2 separate regions of the Drosophila melanogaster genome follow, and region 1 is linked to region 2. Evidence: chromatin contacts called from public HiChIP or PLAC-seq data. All regions are on one chromosome and are shown on one strand. Each heading gives the region's core, a stretch centred on a gene start, on an enhancer-like site or on the middle of the called end of the contact. The rest is flanking DNA. Distances are from core to core; before and after follow the strand shown. Region 1 holds the start of Scamp (scamp,). Region 2 holds the start of RpL37-1 (Ribosomal protein L37-1).

Region 1 (6,725 bases), core at 828-3,327, 310 kb after region 2:
GAATGCCTTGTACGCCGGTCGGAACCTGAAAATTAATCACACATCATCACATTATTCATGTTTTAAGAATCTTCCAGGTATAAACTCACCAGCAGACATAGGAGGCGGGCGAGAAGAGCATCGTGTAGAAGATGGCCAGGAAGAAGGTCTCGAATTCGCCAGCGTGGAACAGCAAAATTAGACCGCCTATCACGTTGGCCAACAACGTCATGGTGTAAACTGTCGGAGAAAGTATTCAAAATAGACACATACAATCAGCATAATGCTATAATCTGTAGGGGAAAGCATTATTATATACTATATACTATGCATGCAGTAAATAATGCTAGAAATGCATTTAAAAACTATCTTAATACTGATAACATGTAAATCAAACAAATTTCATGCTCCCCTCTTTGCAAGCATATTCTGCACAAAGGCACGCACACATCCAAGACCATTAGCCATTCAGCTATATCTGATTAATAATGGCATCGGCCTGTAGACGACACGCGATGACTAATTCCACAACCTATGGCACCGCTTATCAGCGAAAACATGTAGAAAACACAGCCATAAAGAACCAATACTCACAAATCCAAATGTAATACAATCGCTTGACCAGTTTCTGGAACTCGGGCGGTATCTCCACCTCGAAGTCCTGGTAGAAGCACGGCTTTACACAAAAGTTATCCGGCAGCGGTGGCCAGTTGTTCAGCTGCGGCACATTGCCCTGTAGCTGCTGCTCGCGGCGGTCCAGTTCGGCGGCCTTGCGGTCCAACTCCTCCTGCCGGCGCTGGATACAATGAAAATCATATGATTATCGACTGTTTTATATATACATTTTGTATGACTTAATAAATTGGCCGTATATGGTAAATACTTTAAATCTTATTCATTTACATATTTGGGAAAACAAAGGCGAAATTCAATGATAGGAATTCACATCCAAATCTTGAGTTTGTTAAACTTCTATCTTAACCTCAGGCATTTGGCCTATCTATAGGAAATATTCTGTACAAGAATAAAGTGCAAACTTAAGCCTCCAAATCATATGTATTTAGATCTACTAACTAGTATTTCTTGAATTATTGTGTAGGGCCGAAGAAGCCAAGTAAATCAAGAGAAACCGCAGTTTGCACAGTGAAGACTCGGCGCGGCAGCCGCTTCTAGTCTCAACCAGATAAATGCTCCAAAGCGGATATATCGTTGGCAGATCGAGATAAGCCCGCTTATCTTTCTGACTCTTGATGGAGAGTAAAATGTGATATGCCTGCCCTAATCCCGGCACTCTAGCAAAGTGATTACTGTACAGACTTTTAGGGCAAACTTTTAGTGTAACTGTGTGGTGTGGTCCATTTCGATTGTTTCCGAGTATTTGGATGTACATATGCGGTTTTTGGAGTATTGCGGATGTGGCCATGCCGGCACAGCACACCGCAGAGTGCTCACTGTTGTGTGGGCGGTAACGCGAGACGACCGGCCAAGTGGGTTACCTGCAGCTCCTCCGAGGTGATCTGTATGCTGGTGCTAGGCGCCGAGGCGCCCAGGGAACTGGTCTGCGGGGGCGGAATGTTCTGCGATAGCGGCTGGACCACCGCCGCCGTGTTCGTTGAGTTGATCTGCAGCTGCGGCTTGGCCTGCTCCTCGAATGGATTGTAATCCTCAAGAGAGACAAGGGCGGCGCCGCTCTGGAGTCGTCGTGCCTGCTGGATGGCGGGGTCCTGCGGGGGAAAACCGGGAAATCCCAATCAGAAACCAATTCATTCAACATATGTGACGAATGCACCCAACACACACACACACTACACTCACAGGCACGCACACCAACACCCCACCTTTGCGTACGTGTGCGTGTGTGTGCGATGGGTTTTTTCTTCGGCTTCCGCGCTCTCTCTCCTAGCTCTTCTATCGCCTCACCGCAAACGGATTGTCCAGATTGGGCTCCCCGAAGGGATTCTCGTCGAGACCGGAGCCGGACATGGGAATTCTACTTTGGATACGGCTGTTCAATGACCAGAAAAACGCACTGACTCGCACTTTGCTTTTCGCTGTGTATATTTTCCCTAAGACTCTGCTCAGTTATCGATGTCGGTTTTAGTGATGGTTCAGCATCGATAAGCTTTCGTTGGGAATCAAAGTGTAGGCCTCAAATATCGAAAGAATTACTTTAAAGAATTAATGTTATTTGAATTACATATTAAATTCATTTTGGCAGAAAAACTTATTATTTAACACATTTAACATTAATCTAGAATTCTGAAAAATGTGAATAACTGGTATACAATGGTCTGATTTTTTAGGACCTATTAATACATTTTATTAAAATGATAGCAAAAAGAAAAGATTCTATATACAATTGGATGTAAACCAGCAGTTATCATATGAATTTTAAATTTAAATGGCAACAATCGTGCCAATCGGAACTGCTCCAGCTGAACCAGCTGCGTGGAACCAGTTCCCATCCCTGGGGCCGCCATTCCGCAATTGGAATTCTAGTGTCTTGGGTTGCGATTCGATTCATTTACCGCTGCCCGCGTCTCCAATTCGGTTGTGTGCGATTCTGTCTGCTCCGCATCCAAGTCAAACATCCAATCCTTGCAAGAATGTCGAAGCCCAGCTACAAAGTCGGTGAGTTGCGTTATAAATAAACCCAAACGGATGGCAAACTCTCGAATCGAATCTCCGGCCGGCAACAGGCGACATGTGCGGGTGAATTGCATCTATTCATGAGCACATGTTTCTGAGGTTAAAAGAGAGACAAAACAGAGGAGAGCACGTTGTTGCTGGGGCAAAAAACGTAGAAATTCAGACCGTATGGTGTATAAATCAACAGTGCCTGCTTATCTGACCCTATCTCCCTTTTATATCCCACTCGACAGCCGATATCAGTCTGGCGGAATGGGGACGCAAGGCGATCATTATTGCGGAGAACGAGATGCCCGGTCTGATGGCCTGCAGGAAGAAGTACGGCCCATCTAAGCCCCTCAAGGGCGCCCGCATCACCGGCTGCCTGCACATGACCGTCCAGACCGCCGTGCTCATCGAGACCCTCGTCGAACTGGGCGCTCAGGTGGGTTCAGTGCCTCTTTGGCGCTCTAAATGATTTTATGCATCGTACCACCATTCGAATTGTATGCCCAACTGTAGGTCTGAACAGTCGGGATAATACACAAAGATAGCATCATTTCAATACTAAAAACCATTTCAAAAACCATAAAACCGACCAAAATTCCGTAAGGAAATTGTAAATTAGGTAGAAAGATAGGTATCTCCAAGCATTGTCCAAGGGCTGGTCCCTTATCACCTTTGGTTTACGCACCAATTTGAATAACAAAACTTTCGTTTAACAGCAGGGGGGCAAGTTCAAGGCGCCCAAGATAAGACCTCCAGATTGTTATTTCCTCTGACGCAGCACCATCTGCTTCAATCCTCGCACATGGCAACTATTTTCTGCCAAATGCTGATGTCCTGAAATACATAGATTTCCTGATATAGATCAATCCTATATGCAATGCAAATCAGTTTGCAAATATCTATATAATTTAGGTTCCTTCCCATCCACATCTCAACTTCAACGCATGAACTACATTTTCATTCTTTTATCCAGGTCCAATGGTCCAGCTGCAACATCTTCAGCACCCAGGATAATGCTGCCGCGGCCATCGCTGCCACCGGCGTGCCCGTGTACGCCTGGAAGGGTGAGACCGATGAGGAGTACATGTGGTGCATCGAGCAGACCTTGGTCTTCCCCGACGGCCAGCCCCTGAACATGATCCTGGACGATGGCGGCGATCTGACCAACCTGGTGCACGAAAAGTTCCCCCAGTATCTGAAAAACATCAAGGGCCTCAGCGAGGAGACGACCACCGGTGTCCACAACCTGTACAAGATGTTCAAGGAGGGTCGTCTTGGCGTACCGGCCATCAATGTCAACGATTCGGTGACCAAGAGCAAGTTTGACAATCTGTATGGCTGCCGCGAGTCGCTGATCGATGGCATCAAGCGGGCCACGGACGTCATGATCGCTGGAAAGGTCTGCTGCGTGGCCGGATACGGTGATGTGGGCAAGGGCTGTGCCCAGGCACTGAAAGGATTCGGTGGTCGGGTGATCGTCACCGAGGTCGATCCCATCAACGCCCTGCAGGCGGCGATGGAGGGCTATGAGGTTACCACCATGGAGGAGGCCAGCAAGGAGGCTTCCATCTTTGTGACCACCACCGGCTGCCGGGACATCATCACCAGCGTGCACTTGCAACAAATGCCCGACGATGCCATCGTGTGCAACATCGGCCACTTCGACATCGAGATCGACGTGGACTGGCTAAACGCCAATGCCAAAGAAAAGGTGAACGTGAAGCCCCAAGTAGATCGGTACACAATGCAGAGTGGCAAGCACATCATCCTGCTGGCCGAGGGTCGTCTGGTGAACCTGGGCTGTGCCCACGGCCATCCCAGCTTCGTGATGTCCAACTCCTTCACCAACCAGGTGCTCGCCCAGATCGAGCTGTGGACCAAGTCCGACAAGTACGCCGTCGGCGTGCATGTCCTGCCCAAGATCCTCGACGAAGAGGTGGCCAGTCTTCATCTGGAGAAGCTGGGCGTAAAGCTGACCAAACTGACGGAGAAGCAGGCCACCTACTTGGGCGTCTCGCAGACCGGTCCCTTCAAGCCCGACCATTACCGGTACTGAGCACCCGATTCGCCAACCGGTTCCACACCCGAATCCATAACCGAATCGGGACGCGGCGCCGGAGACGACGGACCCACACTAGTTATCTATTGTCTGCGCATTTCACTGTTCACCTAAGCAGCTCCAATAAAAACCCATCTCACGTACTCTCAGCGAGAGAAAACCCCACATAGCTCCAATGTTTTTTCTTTCCCCTCTAAATGGCGGAGCATATTGGTTTAGAATATTAGTTTTTGTACGGCATTAAGTTTATGGGTTTTATACAATTTATTAAGCTTACATATATTCATATTCATACATATATTCATAATACTAATAATGTTTTCGAAATCGTGAAAATGCTTTGTCATTATTTGTAAAGACGCTCAAAAACATCTCCTTTTATTTTGAAGCACGTGTTGACTATCAAAAACATACGATGTGTGAAAGCAATCTGATTGTTGAATTACAACTTGAAAAAAACAGTGACTCAACAAATTAGGATTTCTTTAAATAAATAAGATCAAGGGCAAAACGAAACATCTGGAAGAAAGTCAAAATTCATTATCTACCAAAAGTTTTGGTCCAAAACACAAATATGTAAGCAAATTCTAAGTGATAATGCGTGAATGGATTTTATATGCGGAAAATGGCTTTAAGCCTTATCTGCAACTATTTATAAACAATGTTGTTAAGCGGAGGGAACTAAATAAATATTTTATGTTAATTGAATAATACAATATTTGTAATGATTAATTTATTTTGAAATTCCATTTTTCTTTCTGATCCCCATTAAAATTTCGACCTACGTCCATGCACTTGTATGATCTCGTGCTTATCGTTATCGCCATCATCCCAATTGTAACGTAGGGTATTCGAGGAAAGAGATGGCCGACTCTCGCAGAGCCCGTTAATTATCAGCTGGTCGCCGTCGCCATCCCGCTCCCTCCCGCGAGACAAATCATGCCGCCATCCCGCTCCCACCTGCAATTGCAATTGTAAACCGCTGTTTTGTGAGAATTCACGCTCATTCCAGTTGGAGCACTTGTTGCGTGCGAAAACATTCCGGCTAACGGATAACGGCTAACGAATTACATCACCTGAGTGGCGGCGAAATAATGTCTCCGCACGGACGTCCTGGTTGGGAATGGAGCTACCTCCTGCTCACCCTGGCCGTGGGATTCGCATCCACCCACGGGTGGATGGCCCACTTTCGCCCAGCTGCGCTCACGTTGCAGATGGAGCGCGGGGATCGGGTGCAGCTCAAGCTGGAGAATGTGGCACCTTCCACGCTGCAGCAGCCGACGCGTTACCACTTCCGCCTGGAAAGTGTGGACACGGATTTGGCCAGTGTTCCAGGCGAGAATGCCACGATATCCCTGGATGTATTCAACACGGACACACGCGACTGGACGGGTGACATCGTAGTTAATGGCCATTTTCTGGGACAGACCAAGATCCAAGTGAAGCTGTACGACAGCCAGCGAAACACCAGTGAACTGCCCACCAATTGGAGCAACGACAGCACGCTGGACGTGAAGATCAAGCGACCGAAACGTGTGGTGGATGACATATTCCTGGGTACGATCATACTACTAATGTCGCTGCTGTACATCAGCTTTGGAGCCGCCCTAAATCTGGACGTGCTGAGGGGTCTGATCACCCGGCCAACCGGCCCGTGCATCGGATTTGTGATGCAGGTGGTGGGCATGCCTCTGCTCAGCTACGCCCTCGGCGTCTTCATCTTCCCCCAGGCGCCGGCCATGCAGCTGGGTCTCTTCTTCACCGGCATCTCGCCCAGCGGTGGGGCATCGAACACCTGGTCTGCCGTTCTCGGCGGTAATATACACCTCTCGGTGCTAATGACCACCGTTTCTAATGTTGCTGCCTTCGCCACCATACCGCTGTGGACCATAACACTTGGCCAGCTGATCTTCGAGCGAGCGGGCATCAAGGTGCCTTACGGCAAAATCGCCTCGTACAGCAGCAGCCTGGTCCTTCCGCTCCTGCTCGGGCTGCTCGTCCAGAAGAGAATGCCTCAGGTCGCTAGGGTGCTGGTCCGCCTGCTCAAGCC
Region 2 (6,988 bases), core at 1,934-4,433:
CACCCATGCAGCTATATACGCCGCCTTTGCGCCGATCGCCTGGTGTTTGTTTTTCTCCTGGATCGTCTTTGTCTCCCATAATGGATACACAAGTGGGTGTTGTGAAAGAATATCCACGCTTTCGAGTTGTTAATTTATTTTTGTGTTATTCCAATCAGATAAACTGACGAAGCTGTTTGCCTGGCGCGGTTTCCAGGTGTCCACGAAGCTATCGTATGCCATTTACCTGACGCAGTTCCCCGTGTTCTTCTTTAATGTCGGCCGAAGGCGTCACATTCACCACTACTACAACTTTGTTTCGATAATTGTAGGTATTCGCCCAGGTCTAGCATTTATAGAGAATTGTATTTTTTGTTGTTTTTTATTTGCTCAACGCAGCTCGATACCAACGAATTCATATCGATCTTCCTGGCCTCCGTGGCCCTGACGGTGCTCTTCGATGCACCGTTCCAGAATCTAAAGAAGCTGCTGATCAAGCGACCCACGGCGGCAAAGGTGGTAAAGGATAGCAAAGCCAAGGCGGCAGAGTCCCAGGATGCGACGACAACGACACTAGCCTCACAGCCCAGCAGCACTGCCCTCCTACAATCGCATCATCCGCACTCGGATTAGTCTGGATGCACACACTCTTTCTTAGCTATGTATAACTTGTAAATGTCTTAGCATTTAGTGGCAATATGTTTAGTGATCCCCAGCGAAATCCCCCCCCCCCCCCCCAAAAAAAAAAGAATCGCATCCAATCCGTCCATGTGCTCATCACATCCCACAGCCTTTTCCCCGAATTGAATCCAAGACAGCCCCTAGTTTTAGTGGAACGCTTTATACATTGTAAATTGTACTATTAGTCAAAACGAGCGACAATTAAGAACCGAACCGAACCGATTCGTAGTCATAAACCAATTAATCAATCACTGCTTGATGTACGATATTATCTTGCTTGCTAAACCGGGCCTCGAGAGGTAGTCTCTGCTGGGGAACCCTATGTCATATCATATTCACATGATATTGGGGCCCTGGACGCAGACTCTCGGTGCCCATGTTTATTAGAATACTTACGTTACCTTAAGCGAGGTCGAATGTCAGTTTTTAAATGGTAATTTAATTAATAAAATATATAAATATGTTACGAAAAAACCTTTAAGCGTTTGCAAACGTTTGGTGTGAATGAATTCCTGAAAGTATGCAATATTCGAATTCAGAGCATACAGTTTTGGAGTGACTGAAATGTGATAAAAGCCCGACTACAGTTTGAGTAGCCACGGTTAAAATTGGTTAAGGTTTACAGCCACTGGATCGCCATTACCAATGCCATAAAACTGTAAGAACGAAAACTTATTTCAATTCTAATACTAATAAATTCTATACCTTTACCGTAGTGTTGGTGGCAAAGCAAAACAGCTTCTGTAAAAAATCCTATGCTTTCTGTGTAATTCAGTACTAGGTGTGCTATATGGAAAATTGCTTGTTGCAGACAATTGTTGTTTTATGCTTCTATTTGATGCACATAAGAAAACCAAAATGAGCCCCAATTAAATAAATATTAATTTCTGCGTGCTACCTAAGCCGATTGTAACTAGAATTTGTTTAAAGCAAGTGGCAGGTAAAAGGTTTTGATCTTAAATCGTTAGGAAATGTAAACGGAAATAAATATTTATAAATATCAAATGTATATTTCTAAGACAGATTGTCAATATTTTGGCCATTGTTTGCTGTTTTGCTTCTGTTGAATCTTGTCAGATATATATTTCATTTTTAGAATGGCAATTTAAAGTGTTTTTTATGAATTATTGTAGAATAACTGCTCGTGTACTAACTGCAACCATTTCAATTGCTACAAATCGAAGCAAGGCACATATAGTTAATAATTTTTGTTGTGTCTGCAGTTCTATCATATGTTTTACCATATATGGGGCTACGTTTAAAAACAAAGAATTACAATTCATAGTAAACAGAAACTATCATCTTATGGCGAGAACACGTTTTTCGCAACTTTGAACGATTTATATGGTTCTTAATCTGTTTTTGGAAACGATATATTCTAATTAGAAGTTTTTATAGCACAGAAAGCGATTTTCATTTACATTTGAGCTGTGGTATGAATTGCCATGCTTTTGGTTTAGTTACCGAAGCTCTTGGATTTTATAGCTGACTATACTGCGTTTATTAAAGCGTTCTTTTTTAGTTTTCAATAAAAGCTACGTGGATAGCCTGCCCTGGAAAAGTATTCGACTACCAGCGAACACTAACAATTTTTGCGAAAACCACGAGGAAATCAGCCCTACAAGCATTTGGTTATGGATCTTGGCCATTTACACGCTATCTTTTGATCGCTTTTCGGTCACATTTCACTTTTGTTGCACAAACAATAAAAAAATATTCACCAGTTTCACTTAATAAAAAAAAACGTTCATTTATTAGCGCTCGAGCGATTTATTAGCCATGTTGAGGGGCCATTTTCAGTGGATTTTAGATGGTGTGTACACGTTGATCAACTGGAGGCTGTCGTTATCTGCGGTTAAGGGAGCAGCTGCTATCTCCGTCCATATAGCCCGGTGTGGGATATACATCTTGGGACACACAGAGCCTCCTACTTGCTGGCCACGGCCTTCTTGGGCTTGGCCTGGGTGCCCTCGCGGAATCCGTTGCGGAAACGGCGGCGCACAACCTTCAGGTGCTGCATGCGACCGGTGCCGGTGGTCTTCCTCCTCTTGGCCTTCACGGACCAGTTGTCTAGTGTGCGGAGAATACAATTATTAACCTGGTTACTGGGCGGGGATTGGGGCATCTTGACTTACAGGAACGCAACTTGGCGGCGGGGTAGCCGCACTGGGCGCAAGTGGACTTCTGGATGTGGTAGGAGGAGCGGCCACAGCGACGGCACAGGGTGTGCGTCTTATTGTGGCGCTTACCAAAGCTGGAGGTACCCTTCGTCTGTAATGGAAACACGCAGGGTATTAGCAGTTCGGCTTGCACGGCACACTCAAAAAAATATAAGGGAAAACACTCGAAATAGGCTGCCTGGCTGGCAGGGCAAGTGTATTTCGGTTTAACGAGCACATTGTACGCACCATCTCTCGTGGCGAACGGTTTAAGAATCGAACGAAACTTGCAAGCTACAAATTTAGCACGTGGCTTCTAGCAAAGACGACTTCTCCGGAAGCGCAGCAAAAAGAAAAGGGAAGAAGAAGAGACGCTGGTGGTGAGCAGAGATTAGTGTGGCCGCGTTGCGCGAGTATCGATAGTTTTTGTCCGCAGGGTTGCTTAAATACCGAAAGTTGGTATTTATGGTGTAGCCATTTGGTGGCCTAGCAGCCGCAGAGTTGCCAGACGGATAGAAAATTTAATTATATACTGAACTACAAAAACACTGCATTAATGTACAGCCACTTTACGTAATTGTAGAACACATAATGTATCCGATTTAATGAACCTATTATTGTTTCTATTACAACAGTTATCAAAATTAACAGCCTCGTATCAAAAAATACCAATTACATAAATTTCTCATAACAGCGGACTTGCGCCTAACAGCACTACTATCGGCTGCCATTTCGATAGCACAACAGCACTTGGCAAGTTGGCATTTTAACAGCGACACCATATGTTAAATCAGCTGTTCCTTCAAAAGGCCAATAGATGGCGCTTATTATTGCCCGCCAATTTTGAAGTATGATTTGTATTTCGTTCATTTACAAACTTCGTTTATTGGAAATAATAAAACCAACCAGAAAGGTAAAAATCCAAATCTTGTTTAGTAAAAATATTCATTGTTTTATTTATGAAATAAATTATTATTATTTACATTGGAAATAATGCACGAAATTCAAATAATATTGCATACTGAGCGACATTTTAGCACTGGACCGCTCGACGATACACACGCGAAAACAAAATCTACAAATTACAAGACTCTAGAAATACAAATACAGGGCGATATATAATGGGTAGGTACAAAAACATAATGAAATGGTGTAGCTTGGTGAGTTGGGGCTAATAATAATATATATACTCTTTCGATCCTGTGCAGATATTTATACACTATGTTCGGTGTGGCACGCGTACTACGATATTATTTGCTGTTGCTGCTGCTGCCGATTGGAGTTTTGTGATTTGTTTTTGAATTTTTTTTTATGGATTTTTTCTTGTGGAATGGATGGGTAGTTCTATCTAGTGTAAGTGTTTACGTAACTAATTTGCGACTATGAGCAAGTCGATTGGGCTTGAGACCTCAAACGAAACCAAGTTGCACATAATTTGGCTGCAGCTGTGTGATCTGCTTGCTGGGTGAAGGGGAAATGGGGTGGAGTGACCTTCGGGGAGGTGTGGATGTGGGTGGACTTGGTGGTGCCTTGCAACTAATTACTACGCCTCGCCTTTTTGCCCTTTTTCACGCCTTTACATACAACTAATTCATAAAGAAAATTTAACTAAGAACCTTATGAAAGCTTTGCGAATAAATTATACGAGTTCGGACCAAATCTTAGCACGAGTGCATATATACTTATAAATGGGACCGTACCCGAAACTCCGGGACTTTAAAAACCACAAAGTTTTGGTAAACATTTAAACAAATTGTCAAGAAGAGATTCAAGTTTTTTTTTTGTATAGATTTATGGAATGTTTGTTCCTAAAAGTTCTCAAATGTATATTTCTTTAACCAAAGGTTCTAAAGTCTCCGAAGATTTCTGAGTTTCAGCCCAAAAAATAAACATAGCATACGATTATATAGCTAAGTACTGACTTGCAAGTTAAATGATCTCTTGCGCTGATGTTTTAACATTTCTCTTTTTTTCACTATAAACAGAAAAGTTTTCTCCTTACATTTTCCGAACCCCTTTTTTCTCCATCTGTGGCTTACATAACTAATGCGCGAAAAAAAACTGATGCTAAAATTAAACAAAAAACGTTTCGTTGTTGCGCTCGCATTGCAGTTCTCAGATCGCGATTTTCGAATCTGAATCCAAATCCAAAACCAAAAACCCGAGTCCAAATCAAAATCCAAATCCAAGTCCGAATCCGAATCCGATCTCTACGCCGACTGCTGCTGGCCACTATCGTTCGTTTGGCTACTGCCGCTCCACATTGATGGTGATGACCATGGTTGGTCAATAGTGGCCGCCACCACCGCCTCCGCCGCCACCACCACCACCACTATGTCGGTGGTGCTCGCGTCTGCCGGAGGAGTGATCCCGATCGCGGTAGTCGCCGTTGCGGGAGCTGCTCTTGTGGTGATGATGGTGATGGCGCTTCTTCTCGCCCTTCAGGCACACATCCGACACCACCGAGGACACCACCATCTCGGAGTCATCCCGCATGCCGTAGTTGTCCCTGCCGCATCTGTTTCGGGGAATCCAACTGATTAGAAATTAACTCTATTTGGGTATATCTAATAGTTCCTCTACTCAATGACCAAAGGTGAATGACTAACCTGTCGAGATTTTCGCGGGATCGCTGCATATTGTCGCGCAGATTGTCCCGGGAACGGGTCATGCTCGGTGGATCGAGGGTCTCCTTGCGGCGGAGGGCGTTGTGTGAGCTGTTCTTCGAGGCGGACTCGTGCAGGTTCTCCCAGGCTTGGCGGTAGTACCTACGAATGAGAATTTATAATAATATTAAAATAAATATTGATATTGAGGAAATCAACTTTAAACGCTGATCTAAAGAACATATATTCATATTCGTTTTGACCGTTATCGAGATGTTTTTAACCCACCTGTTGAGTCCATTGCGGGATCCGGAGGTGGAGCTATCGAAGCTGGCCACAGTGTTGCAGTCGGGCGAGGCGCGATGGCGATAGTGTTGTGTGGTTCGGTTTCTGTGGATTACACGAGAAATTACATTGGTCAGTTGATATTTCTGAGTAAATAGTTATAATACTGAATGCCAGGACGAAACAGTGTTGGGTTAGTCACAAAATCAGGCAAAAAAGAGGGTTAGGCACGGAGAACTACGCACACAGAGACAGAGACGGATAGATATGTTTGGAGAGAGACAGATGGAGGGCTAGAGAAAGAGACAGGCAGGCAGGCAGGCAAAAAGAGACAGAGACAGCGAACCAGGCGTGCAGTGTTTCTGTGTGTGTGTGTGTGTGTGGAAGAGAGTCTTGTTGGTGGGTGATAGATGCATTGATTGATTGATTGATTGACTGATTGATTGATGGAGGTGCAACAGCAAAGAGTAGGATTATCGCCTCACAGCCCACAGCATTCGCAGCTTTCAGTATTTTGTTTGTTGGTGTTTGTTTCAGTGTTGCTTGTTTGATTGACTGACTGATTGATTGTTGTTGTTTCGTGTGGTGTTGTTGTTGACTGATTGATTGATTGATTTTTGGGCTGCTTACATTTGTGCATATGGCCGCTTTGTTTGTTCTTGCTCTAAATTATTTTTAATTTGTTTTTTTTTTGTCTTGCATCTTTGGCACGTTTTTTTTTTTTAGCTTTAAGTGGTTTTTCCAGGTAGTAGCAGGTCTCTTTGGCTTGGTTTTCCATCGGTTTTCCATTTGTATTTCCTGTCGCTTTGCTTTTCATTCGGCTGCTCTACATATGGGAGTTGCTGAAGAGTCCAGCCCGGGCACGATATCCGCGTCCATAGCTGCTGAACTCCCGGCGACCCAGCTTCTGATCATCGAAGGGCAGTGCCAGTACGCTGTACCACATGGATGGCGCATGGACCAGACCACCAGCACTGCTCGATCCCACGCTCCCATAGCCACCGCCGTCGGGAAAGAGGTGACTCTGGGTTAATTGGGCGGTGGATGCGTAGCTGGTGGCACTGGTGGCCGTCGCCGTGGCATAGCTGGGCAATCGACTCGGTCGCGGTATCCCGATCCCGATCCCAATTCCGATTCCCCCCTGGCCTTTCTTCGATTGCGATGGCTGCTTCTTTTGGCGGTGGCTCTGATGCAGTTGCTCCTGTTGTTGGTGGTACTTCTGTTGCTGCTGGCGTGTGTGGTTCTGGTGGTGCTGCTCCTGCTGCTGCTGCTGCTGGT

What was found. HiChIP or PLAC-seq counts read pairs in DNA pulled down with a chosen protein or histone mark.
Region 1: a contact with region 2 is called in an H3K27ac HiChIP or PLAC-seq map of the Kc167 cell line, with 6 times the contacts expected there. The contact joins the promoter of Scamp here to the promoter of RpL37-1 in region 2. A contact is called at or near these places in 3 of 107 Hi-C or Micro-C datasets (the Kc167 cell line and eye imaginal disc) and 1 of 6 datasets of contacts at active chromatin or transcription factors (the Kc167 cell line).

Annotation. Positions count from the first base shown.
Region 1 is chrX:15,447,806-15,454,530 of dm6, forward strand. Scamp (scamp,) reads right to left here and starts at 2,078. Exons shown (of 5, transcript NM_167442.2): 1 at 1,900-2,078; 2 at 1,054-1,703; 3 at 574-775; 4 at 90-219; 5 at 1-25. The coding sequence starts at 1,962. The coding sequence ends at 1,428. Ahcy (Adenosylhomocysteinase) reads left to right here and starts at 2,456. Exons shown (of 3, transcript NM_001298339.1): 1 at 2,456-2,610; 2 at 2,862-3,052; 3 at 3,590-5,362. The coding sequence starts at 2,586. The coding sequence ends at 4,672. CG11655 reads left to right here and starts at 5,666. Exons shown (of 2, transcript NM_132796.3): 1 at 5,666-6,725. The coding sequence starts at 5,770.
Region 2 is chrX:15,136,184-15,143,171 of dm6, forward strand. RpL37-1 (Ribosomal protein L37-1) reads right to left here and starts at 3,184. Exons shown (of 3, transcript NM_132777.3): 1 at 3,069-3,184; 2 at 2,796-2,931; 3 at 1,687-2,730. The coding sequence starts at 3,071. The coding sequence ends at 2,588. It overlaps CG9095, which reads right to left. Exons shown (of 10, transcript NM_132778.2): 8 at 5,714-5,815; 9 at 5,429-5,587; 10 at 3,754-5,337. The coding sequence ends at 5,106. drd (drop dead) reads left to right here. Exons shown (of 9, transcript NM_001038756.2): 7 at 1-92; 8 at 159-307; 9 at 379-1,128. The coding sequence ends at 612.